3 separate regions of the Mus musculus genome follow, and all the other regions are linked to region 1. The links are chromatin contacts, called in public HiChIP or PLAC-seq maps. All regions are on one chromosome and are shown on one strand. The core of a region is the stretch at or near the end of the contact, and the rest is flanking DNA. Distances in the headings are between cores, read along the strand shown. Region 1 overlaps Tut7 (terminal uridylyl transferase 7). Region 2 overlaps Naa35 (N(alpha)-acetyltransferase 35, NatC auxiliary subunit). Region 3 overlaps Golm1 (golgi membrane protein 1).

The links. HiChIP or PLAC-seq counts read pairs in DNA pulled down with a chosen protein or histone mark.
Region 2: a contact with region 1 is called in an H3K27ac HiChIP or PLAC-seq map of embryonic stem cells, with 5 read pairs. The contact joins two enhancer-like sites. A contact is called at or near these places in 3 of 39 promoter capture datasets (macrophages, pre-B cells and stem cell-derived epiblast-like cells), 5 of 484 Hi-C or Micro-C datasets (cortical neurons, embryonic somatosensory cortex, embryonic stem cells and 2 more), 6 of 115 datasets of contacts at active chromatin or transcription factors (bone marrow-derived macrophages, effector CD8 T cells and embryonic stem cells) and 4 of 9 other capture datasets (adipose tissue, embryonic stem cells, liver and 1 more).
Region 3: a contact with region 1 is called in an H3K27ac HiChIP or PLAC-seq map of embryonic stem cells, with 5 read pairs. The contact joins two enhancer-like sites. A contact is called at or near these places in 1 of 484 Hi-C or Micro-C datasets (nephron progenitors), 2 of 115 datasets of contacts at active chromatin or transcription factors (both in embryonic stem cells) and 3 of 9 other capture datasets (adipose tissue, embryonic stem cells and liver).

Annotation. Positions count from the first base shown.
Region 1 is chr13:59,794,850-59,797,658 of GRCm38.p6, forward strand. It overlaps Tut7 (terminal uridylyl transferase 7), which reads right to left. Exons shown (of 27, transcript NM_001373962.1): 16 at 1,971-2,071. Among named protein-coding and RNA genes, the nearest start is that of Etohd2, 26 kb to the left of the region's middle. Within about 2 kb of position 1,467, at least 24 of the 459 cell types and tissues checked have an H3K27ac peak or open chromatin away from gene starts, as enhancers often do. A contact at or near this core is called in embryonic stem cells, where this site is marked.
Region 2 is chr13:59,591,391-59,594,199 of GRCm38.p6, forward strand. The region is part of intron 2 of Naa35 (N(alpha)-acetyltransferase 35, NatC auxiliary subunit); the gene reads left to right. Among named protein-coding and RNA genes, the nearest start is that of Naa35, 7.5 kb to the left of the region's middle. Within about 2 kb of position 1,426, at least 13 of the 459 cell types and tissues checked have an H3K27ac peak or open chromatin away from gene starts, as enhancers often do. A contact at or near this core is called in embryonic stem cells, where this site is marked.
Region 3 is chr13:59,655,211-59,658,019 of GRCm38.p6, forward strand. All of the region lies in intron 3 of Golm1 (golgi membrane protein 1), which reads right to left. Among named protein-coding and RNA genes, the nearest start is that of Golm1, 19 kb to the right of the region's middle. Within about 2 kb of position 1,396, at least 139 of the 459 cell types and tissues checked have an H3K27ac peak or open chromatin away from gene starts, as enhancers often do. A contact at or near this core is called in embryonic stem cells, where this site is marked.

The sequences.
Region 1 (2,809 bases), core at 217-2,716:
ATGTGTCAGGACATTATATGTGTGAAAGACAGCATGCAAGGTGGTCAGAAAACTACCTTGAGGAATTATTTCTTCTTCCACTGTGGGATTCAGGCATGGAACTCCAGTCATCAGGGCGGCACTAAAAGCACTTTTACCTACTGTGCCACCATCTGCCCAACTTCAGATGGGTTTATTTTCCTTTCAGGTGAGTGTCAGTTACCACACATACAAAACACCCTAAGGATATGCAAGCCTCCAAACATACCTTAATTGCTTTGGATGTACAACAAAAGACCAAATAGGAGCTTCCAGAAAGGTCTTTAAACCATGAAGACATTGACTCTCCCCCACTCCCCTAGGTAGTTACCTCCCTTGGAAGAGTACCGTAGGTATGGCATGCAAGAGAAGCGTCTGTGCTGTCTCATCTATGCTGCACGCAACTATATCTATACACAGTTTAACTAAGATCTCATGGCCTGCTGTGGAGAGTGGTCTAACTCAGTCTACTTCCTGCTAGGACTAGCTAAAATTGAAGTCATGCAGCAATTTGGAATGGTATTTTTGCTGTTTTTCAGACCAAAGCGTCTGCGCCCAGTCTGACCTCAGATTCAAAGCCCTCTTGCCTATGTCCCCTTTGTTTTGGGATACAAGCACATAGCATTGTGCCTTGGCATGTTAAAGTATGGCTGTCATCCCCACTGGAGTAAATCCTGATGGTTACACAGACCCTACAACCTATTCAGAATTTTACTTTAGAAATACTGTCAAAGGTAGTTTATAAACCACATTAATGAGGATCAACTTTGAGGGGATATAGTGGGTTACTCCTTATGGTAGACTTAATCTCACCCCACACCATTCAGCAAATCCCAGGTAGACCCTGGTTTGACTATTCTCCTGAAGTCAGGAACACCATCAGAATACAGATTCAGAACAAAGCCATGAGAGTCCCTGAGCAGTGGCAGTGTAGTCAGCCACTGAGTCAACAGTGTCTCCACCAGCACTGCTTCTGAAGTGTCCCTCAGTGACAGGTGTGGCTGGAAGGATGGCCCCCACCTGGCATGCACAAGATACTGGATCCTGTCTCCAGCACTTTCCAGACTTTGTTATCAGAAAGAAAGCAGCCTCAGAGAACACATCCAAGTCTGGGTGTGGCACTGTGCTAATAAAACTGTAAAAACAGGCAGCAAAGAGTGTCCTGAGGGCACACGCCACAGGCTCAGGCCTCAGGCTGAGGCAGGAGGAACAGAGTTGCAGACAAGTCTGTCTTCAGGGAGAGAGGAACAAATCACCCCCACCCCCACAAGCAGGCTCTGAGCTGCATCTTAACAAAGTCTCCTCTCTGCTGCCTCCTGATACACACGATCAAAGCCACCCAATTACAGAATTTCTCAAAGCAGAAGGGAACAGAAATTATTCCTTCTGTTATCTACCAAAGGACACATGTTTTGGTGCTAGTAAGACCAAGTTTGTCTCAAATGCAGGTCCTGAGCTATAAAGCTAATACTCACCACGGACAAGCAAACCGACATCACAGGTAACGGGGGATAGGTAGGTGTACTGGTCTAGTAGCCAAGCCAATGGGCACTGGTGAAGGTGGTCTAGCTTCACGGAATCTAGTCCAATCTGTACTACACTGGAAAAGCCCCTTTAAAGCTATCCAGTCTCTGTGTGTATGTGTGTGTGTTGTTTTTTTGGTGAGACAGGCTCTTGCTAGGCAGCCCAGGCTGACCTTGAACTTCTAGCAAACCTCCTTCATGAGGCTCCCAGGAGCTGGGACCACAGGTGTGCACCACCCATGCCCAGCCAGAGCTTTGTTCTACTCTTCACACCCCCTCCAAGAATGTCAGCGCAGAAGCCAGAGGCTGTGCTTCCTGGTGCACTGCATGTGGAATGCCCCGTACATTCCAGATGCCTCGCAGTTCTGCCAGTGAGGACGGCGCTAACCACATGCTCACAGCACATGTGTGTTCACGTGGCAACCGTACCTCAGCAGTCTCATGTCCGTTAATCGTCATACAGACGTCAAGGTCACTCTGTTTGAACCCAAATCCATTTTTGGAGGAGCCAAACAAGCTCAATTTAGTTCCTGTTAGGGACAGATGACAAGTAATAGCTCATTACCTGAGTACATGTAATTAGTTTTTATTTAAAAAATGGCCCTTTCATGAATCCAAAATACCAATTGCTAACTATCCTCTTGTAATTAAGGTCTTCAAATATTTTATAACAATTATTCACTTATTTATTTATTGTGTCAGCATGTGTGCATAAGGAGGTCAGAGGACAACATAAACATGCAGGAGTTGGGTTTTCCTTCCATTATCTGAGCGGTGAAGTCAGGGACCAGGCTTGGCAGGAAGGTCATTTATCTGTTGAGCCATCTTGCCTGCCTCAGCATCTTTTTCACTACACATTGATTCTTAATGATTCCCTTAGTTTACTTAAATACACAGCTGTATATGACATGAAAGAATAGTGGACATCACTTTATGCCAAAATGCAAGGATGTTTCGAGGAAAGATGTAGGCCATCCTATGACATTTCATACTCTAAGAGCAATGCTTCCTACGTACTTTAGAAGATTGGTTTTTACCTTTGTGTGTGGCTCAATACACAAGTGCACACACTCAGAGGTCAGAGTGTCTGCAAGCCACTTCTCCTGCTCCTGTAAGTGTGCATGACTTAACTGCAGTCCCCAGTGAATTCACCTCTTATGGCCTGGGTGATCCCACACTGCCATCTTCCTATTGGTAATTAGGTAAGCTGTGAAGTTAATATGCCTGGAATACGTATGTTACCTTTCTTTTCCTAAAGAGGAAAAAAA
Region 2 (2,809 bases), core at 176-2,675, 200 kb before region 1:
TCTCAGAAAACACTTGTCAGAAGATTTCACCTTAGTGATGCTGGCCTCTTCTTAATCACCACAAATTTCTTAGTTCTGGTAGCCAGCATCAATTGTTCTGGTAGTCCCTTTTGTTCTTGACTCTAAAGCCATAGTCACATGGCCAAATTGGCCATCTTCTGCTGCTTGCTGGGGGCTGGAACATGGGTCCCCTTATTCTATTACCAACTTTCTGTTTTCCGACTCCCTCACTGCCTAAGATTGGCTATCCTGGAACTTGCCCTGTAGATTGACCTTGAACTAAGAGACCTGCAGGGCTCTGTCTCTGGATTAAAGGTGTATCCCTCCATGCCTGGATTTAAGCTTTTCTTCACCTAGAACTTGCTCTGTCTCTCAGGCTGGCCTTGAAGTTAGAGATCTGCTTGGCTTTATCTGTTGGGATTAAAGGTGTGTGCCACCATGCCTGGATCTAAATTATCTGGGTAGGATTCTGCCCCAAAGTCCCACTGCCTTAATTTGTTATCTCCTTGAACACAAGATTCACTTCCTGGTACCCTCTTTAATACTTAAACCATATATTGTATATTTTTCCTTTCTAAGTTTGCTATGCTTGTTTAAAATCCTCTTCATGAGACTTAACCAGAAAACCAAGTCTGTGATAGGCGTTTCTGAGACTTCTCTGTCAAGGCAATTAATCTGAGTCTCTTTGCCTTAGCCTCAGGCAGACTCTTCAGACAAGGGCAAAAAGTAGCCACATTCTTCACCAAAATATCACAAAAACAGTTTCTATGCCACATATTGAAATGCTTCTTTCTCCACTGAACTCTCTTGGGCCCTGTCTGCACATTGCAAATCACTCAGAGCAACAAAGTCTTCCATATTCCTACTAGGATGGCCCATTAAGTCCCACTTAAAACATTCTATGGCAAGCAGGGCGTGGTGGCACATGCCTTTAATCCCAGCATTTGGGAGGCAGAGGCAGGTGGATCTCTGAATTCGAGGCCAGCCTGGTCTACAAAGTGAGTCCCAGGACAGCCAAGGCTACACAGAGAAACCCTGTCTCGAAAAAAACAAAACAAAACAAATTCTATGGCTTTGCAAATCCAAAGTCCCAAAATCCACATTCCTCCAAACAAAAGCATCAAAAGCATGGTCAGGCCTATCACAGCACTACCCCACTCCTGGACCCACCTTCTGTCTTAGGGTTTTACTGCTGTGAACAGACACCATGATCAAGGCAACTCTTATAAGGACAACATTTATTTGGGGCTGGCTTACAGGTTCAGAGGTTCAGTCCATTGTCATCAATGTGGGAGCATTGCAGCATCCAGGCAGGCATGCAGCAGGCAGAGCTGAGAGTTCTATGTATTCATCTGAAGGCTGCTTGCAGAATACTGGCTTCCAGGGAGCTAGGATGAAAGTCTAATAGCTAAGACCCACAGTGACACACCTACTCCACCAAGGCCACACCTTCTAATCGTGCCACTCCCTGGGCAGAGCACATACAAACCATAATACTAATAAACCCTTTTCTTCCCCCAGTTCCTTTTAGTCAGGGTTTTATCCTAGCAACAGAAAGCAAACTGCTGCAGGTCTGGTAAGATGGGGCAGTGCTGTGAGAGAAGGTGAGTGGTTAAAAGCATTGGCTGCTCTTGTACAGGACCAGGGGATGGTTCCCAGGACCCTGATAGTGGCCTACAACATCTGTAACTCCAGTTTCAAGGGATATGATATTTCCTCAGGCATTTGCGGGCACCAGGCACACCCATGTGGTATACATATCCATGTACAGGCAAACACTTAGACAAGTTTTTTAAAAAGAGAATTTTTTTGTTTTGTTTTATATATGTTTTATGTATGTGAGTGCTCTATTTTCATGCACACCAGAAGAGAGAATCGGACCTATTACAGACTGTCATGAGCCACCATGTGGGTGGGATTAAACTCAGGACCTGCAAGAGTACCCTTAACCACTGAGCCATCATCCCTCAACACCATGGAAAAAGTTTACTTAGGGTTTATATTGCTGTGATAAAACAGTATGACCAAAAGCAACTTTGGAAGCTAAGATTTGCCTCAATTGAGGGAAGTTGGGGCAGAAGTTTGGAGGTTAGAACTGTTACAGAAAACTTGGAGGGGTGCTGCTTACTGGCTTTTCTTTCTTTCTTTCTTTCTTTCTTTCTCTTTTTGTTTTGTTTTGTTTGAGAAAATGCCTTCATGAGATCAGGCTTTGGGAAGGTTATAGGGCATTTTCTTTTTTGTTTTGTTTTTGTTTTTGTTTTGTTTTTTTGAGACAGGGTTTCTCTCTGTATTGCTCTGGCTGTCCTGGAACTCACTTTGTAGACCAGGCTGGCCTTGAACTCAGAAATCCACCTGCCTCTGCCTCCCAAGTGGGCAGGTGGTCCTGGGCTTTATAAGAAAAGACTAAGCAAGACACGAGGAGCAAGCCAGTGAGCAGCAGTCTTCCATGGCCTCTGCATCAGCTCCCGCCTCCAGGTTCCTGCCCTGTGTGAGTCCCTGCCCTCCCTGCCCTCACTGTGAATGAAATAAGCCTTTTATTCCCCAAGTTACTTTGAGTCATGGTGTTTCTTCAGAGCAGTAGTAACCCTATCTAGGACAGTCTCTCCTCACAGAAAGACAACAGTAGCTAAGACATTTCAGTGTAACCTGTGGTCTCGGAGCTGTTAGTGAAAGGTGAATTTACTTGCGTTATTCTGTTGATTTTGTTGTGTTTATTCCTCTCCTCTTCACTATTATTCTAGCATGGTTATTCTTCTATGGCTTTGTAAACAGCTGTTTTTCTCCCCAGCCTAAAGGATTACTTCAGGTA
Region 3 (2,809 bases), core at 146-2,645, 140 kb before region 1:
GAGGCCGAGGGTCAGTTCTAGCACCACAGCTCCATCTACCACCACAGCAAGGAAGCCGCTAAGACAGGGAATCTCAGCTCTGTCTCTGAAAGAGAGCATGCTGGCACCAACAATTCTGAACTCTTTCTGGCTAGCTTTGGCCATCCAGGAGACAAGCCATCTGTGGGCTGGAGGCCTGTGGCCATAGGTTTTCAGCCTCAAGGGACTTCACGACTAGGACACAGATGATTAAAGAATCCCTGCACAGAGCCCCTGGCGTGGCCACATTGTATTGTACCCAAATGGGAATCTTGTCCATATATCTTGTCTCCTGTTCAGGAGGTGACACTTGCACCCAAGTGATCTGCTCCTGAGCTAGTTAGACAAGCTGGTGAACGTCCCCAAGGACATTTGCCCAAAACTGTCCATCCCAGATAGAATACCAGTGGCAGACTAACTTATTCCAAGTCTAGAGTAGTAAACCAGTGAGCTTAACTGAGTTACTTAGGAATCAGGGATAAGGGCTACGTGCAAGGGCACGGACAACTTAAGGCAGGTACACCACTACAGAAGAGGCTCCCCACCCGCCACAGTTAGCTGTTAACTAACCACTCACACAGCCGTGAGTGGCCCTCGTGCATTCAGTGCCTGCCTCGTGAGCTGCCTGTGAGCAGCCAAGGAGCCTTTGCGGCTGTCTATAAGTCAATGGGAGGGGTCAGTTCAATGTTAAGCAGGTGTGGGTTTCAAGATGGCAGTGGTCACGCCCTGCCTGGAGGTCAGAGTTTCATGGCAAGTTACCAGGGCCATGACCATCACTCCTAATGATCCCACTTGTGACGGCTAACCCTACCTGTCGAGTGCAGAGGATCTGAAATCACCTAAGAGACAAACCTCTGGGCACGCACGTCTAGGAGGAAGCATCTCCATGGGGTAAACTGAAACATCAAGGCCTGGCCACGTGACAGCCGCCATGATGGACTGGCCTTTAACCGTGAGCCAGATAAGCACTTTGTCACCTCTGCCACAGCCTGAGGAAGGCAATGGATCCACCATGGGTTCTAAACCCCAAGTAACTGTAGACACCAACGTGCCAAAACCAAAGGGAAAATAGCATCAAGAAGAGGGTTGCTGGGGTGCTTTCCCTCCACGCTTACTTTATGGTATTAGGTTAGAAAGTGTAAAGGGAACTTTGAGCATGTCACGTGGGACCCTGCACTCCTTTAGATAGGTACGGCCCCCATAGACTGGTGTGTGTGTGTGTGTGTGTGTGTGTGTGTGTGTGTGTGAATGCTTGGCCATTGGGAGTGGCACTGTTAGGAGGTGTGGCCTTGCTGAAGGAAGCGTGTCCCTAGAGTGTGGGCTCTGAGGTCTCTGAAGCTCACAGTTCATTTCCTGCTGCCTGCTGATCTGGACGTAGAACCCTGAGCTCCCTCTCCACACTCTGCAGCCTTCCTTCTTGCATACCACGTCTGGGAGGCTCAATTCCACGGTCCACAGTCATTCCGAGTAAGATGCACTAACCACGTGGGTTAGTGGTTTCCCCCCACAGAAGCAAATCTGTCTGGATCACTTCCTGTTCCTTTAAGCAACCCCAATAAAACTCACTGGTTCACCACGGTGGACTTGGGGGGTATCTGTTTGGGTTTCTTGCTGGTTCCCTATCTGGGGCAAGTAGACAAGCTTTCAGTCACCCCAGGAATAGTCACTCGGGGAGAAACCAGGAAGCTGACAGCACCTCAGTGCACCCTAGGGTAAGTGAGGATCACCCAGCCAGAGGCCCCGTCCTTCCTTCCACCTATCCACTGCTCCTGAATTTGCATGGCTGGAATCAAACCCAGGCTCCACCAGCAGGCAGCTGTTCATCTGGGAGCTCCTCTTGCACACAAAGCAAGGAACAGGCCTCTGTAGCTTCTTCTCCATCCCCCTCACATCTTCCGTTCAGTCCTTTCTGACCCGGGAACTTTATTTCCATCACAAAGGAAATGCACTCTAAGGATTTTCTTTGTGTCCCGCAAGGCAAATTAACTCACACAAAAAGTATAAAAGTCAAGGCAGACACACAGCTGCCAGGAACCAGCCAAGCAGAGGATGCCACAGACATTGACGGAAGCTATTTCTGACTAAGGTTTGGCAAGCAAACATGGGCAGGAAGCTCTGCATTTGTCCCAACAGTGCTACTGAGTAGCCAAGGATCTCCCCACCTCTTCCTCTAGGTGGGCCAAACAGTAAATACCCTGCCCCGACCCAGGACCCGCAGGACATCTCCAGACCTCAAATCAGCCTTCTGACAGAAACATAACAGAATGAACTCCAACCTTAGGAGATAATGCAGAGCCACACAAGTGAATATTTATGGGATTCTGTCAATAATTAAAACCCCCAAGTTTCAAACCTTTAGAAATGTGTTTTAAGCAGCGTACAGGCTCACACCTACAATTCTAACACTCCAGAGGCTGACTGGAGGACCACATCCCAAGTCTAAAGATAAGTAAATTAATGAATAAAACCAAATAAAGACAAATTTGTTTTATATGTACCCATATATGCACCTGTTAAAGGAAAATAAGGAGTTGGGAATAATGGCTTTTGCCGCTAATCTTCGTATTTGGGATTCTGAGGAAGGAGGATTGCTGTGAGTTTAGGACCAACCTGGGCCACATAGTAAGTTTCAGGTCAGACTACCTCCAAACCATGAGGCTGGAGAGATGGGTAGCAGTGGAGAGGACTTGCTGTGCAAGCTCAGGTCCCAACAGCCACATGACAGACAGGAGGACTGCAGCAACAGCCACAGCCACGTGGCAGACAGGAGGACTGCGGCAGCTGATTGATC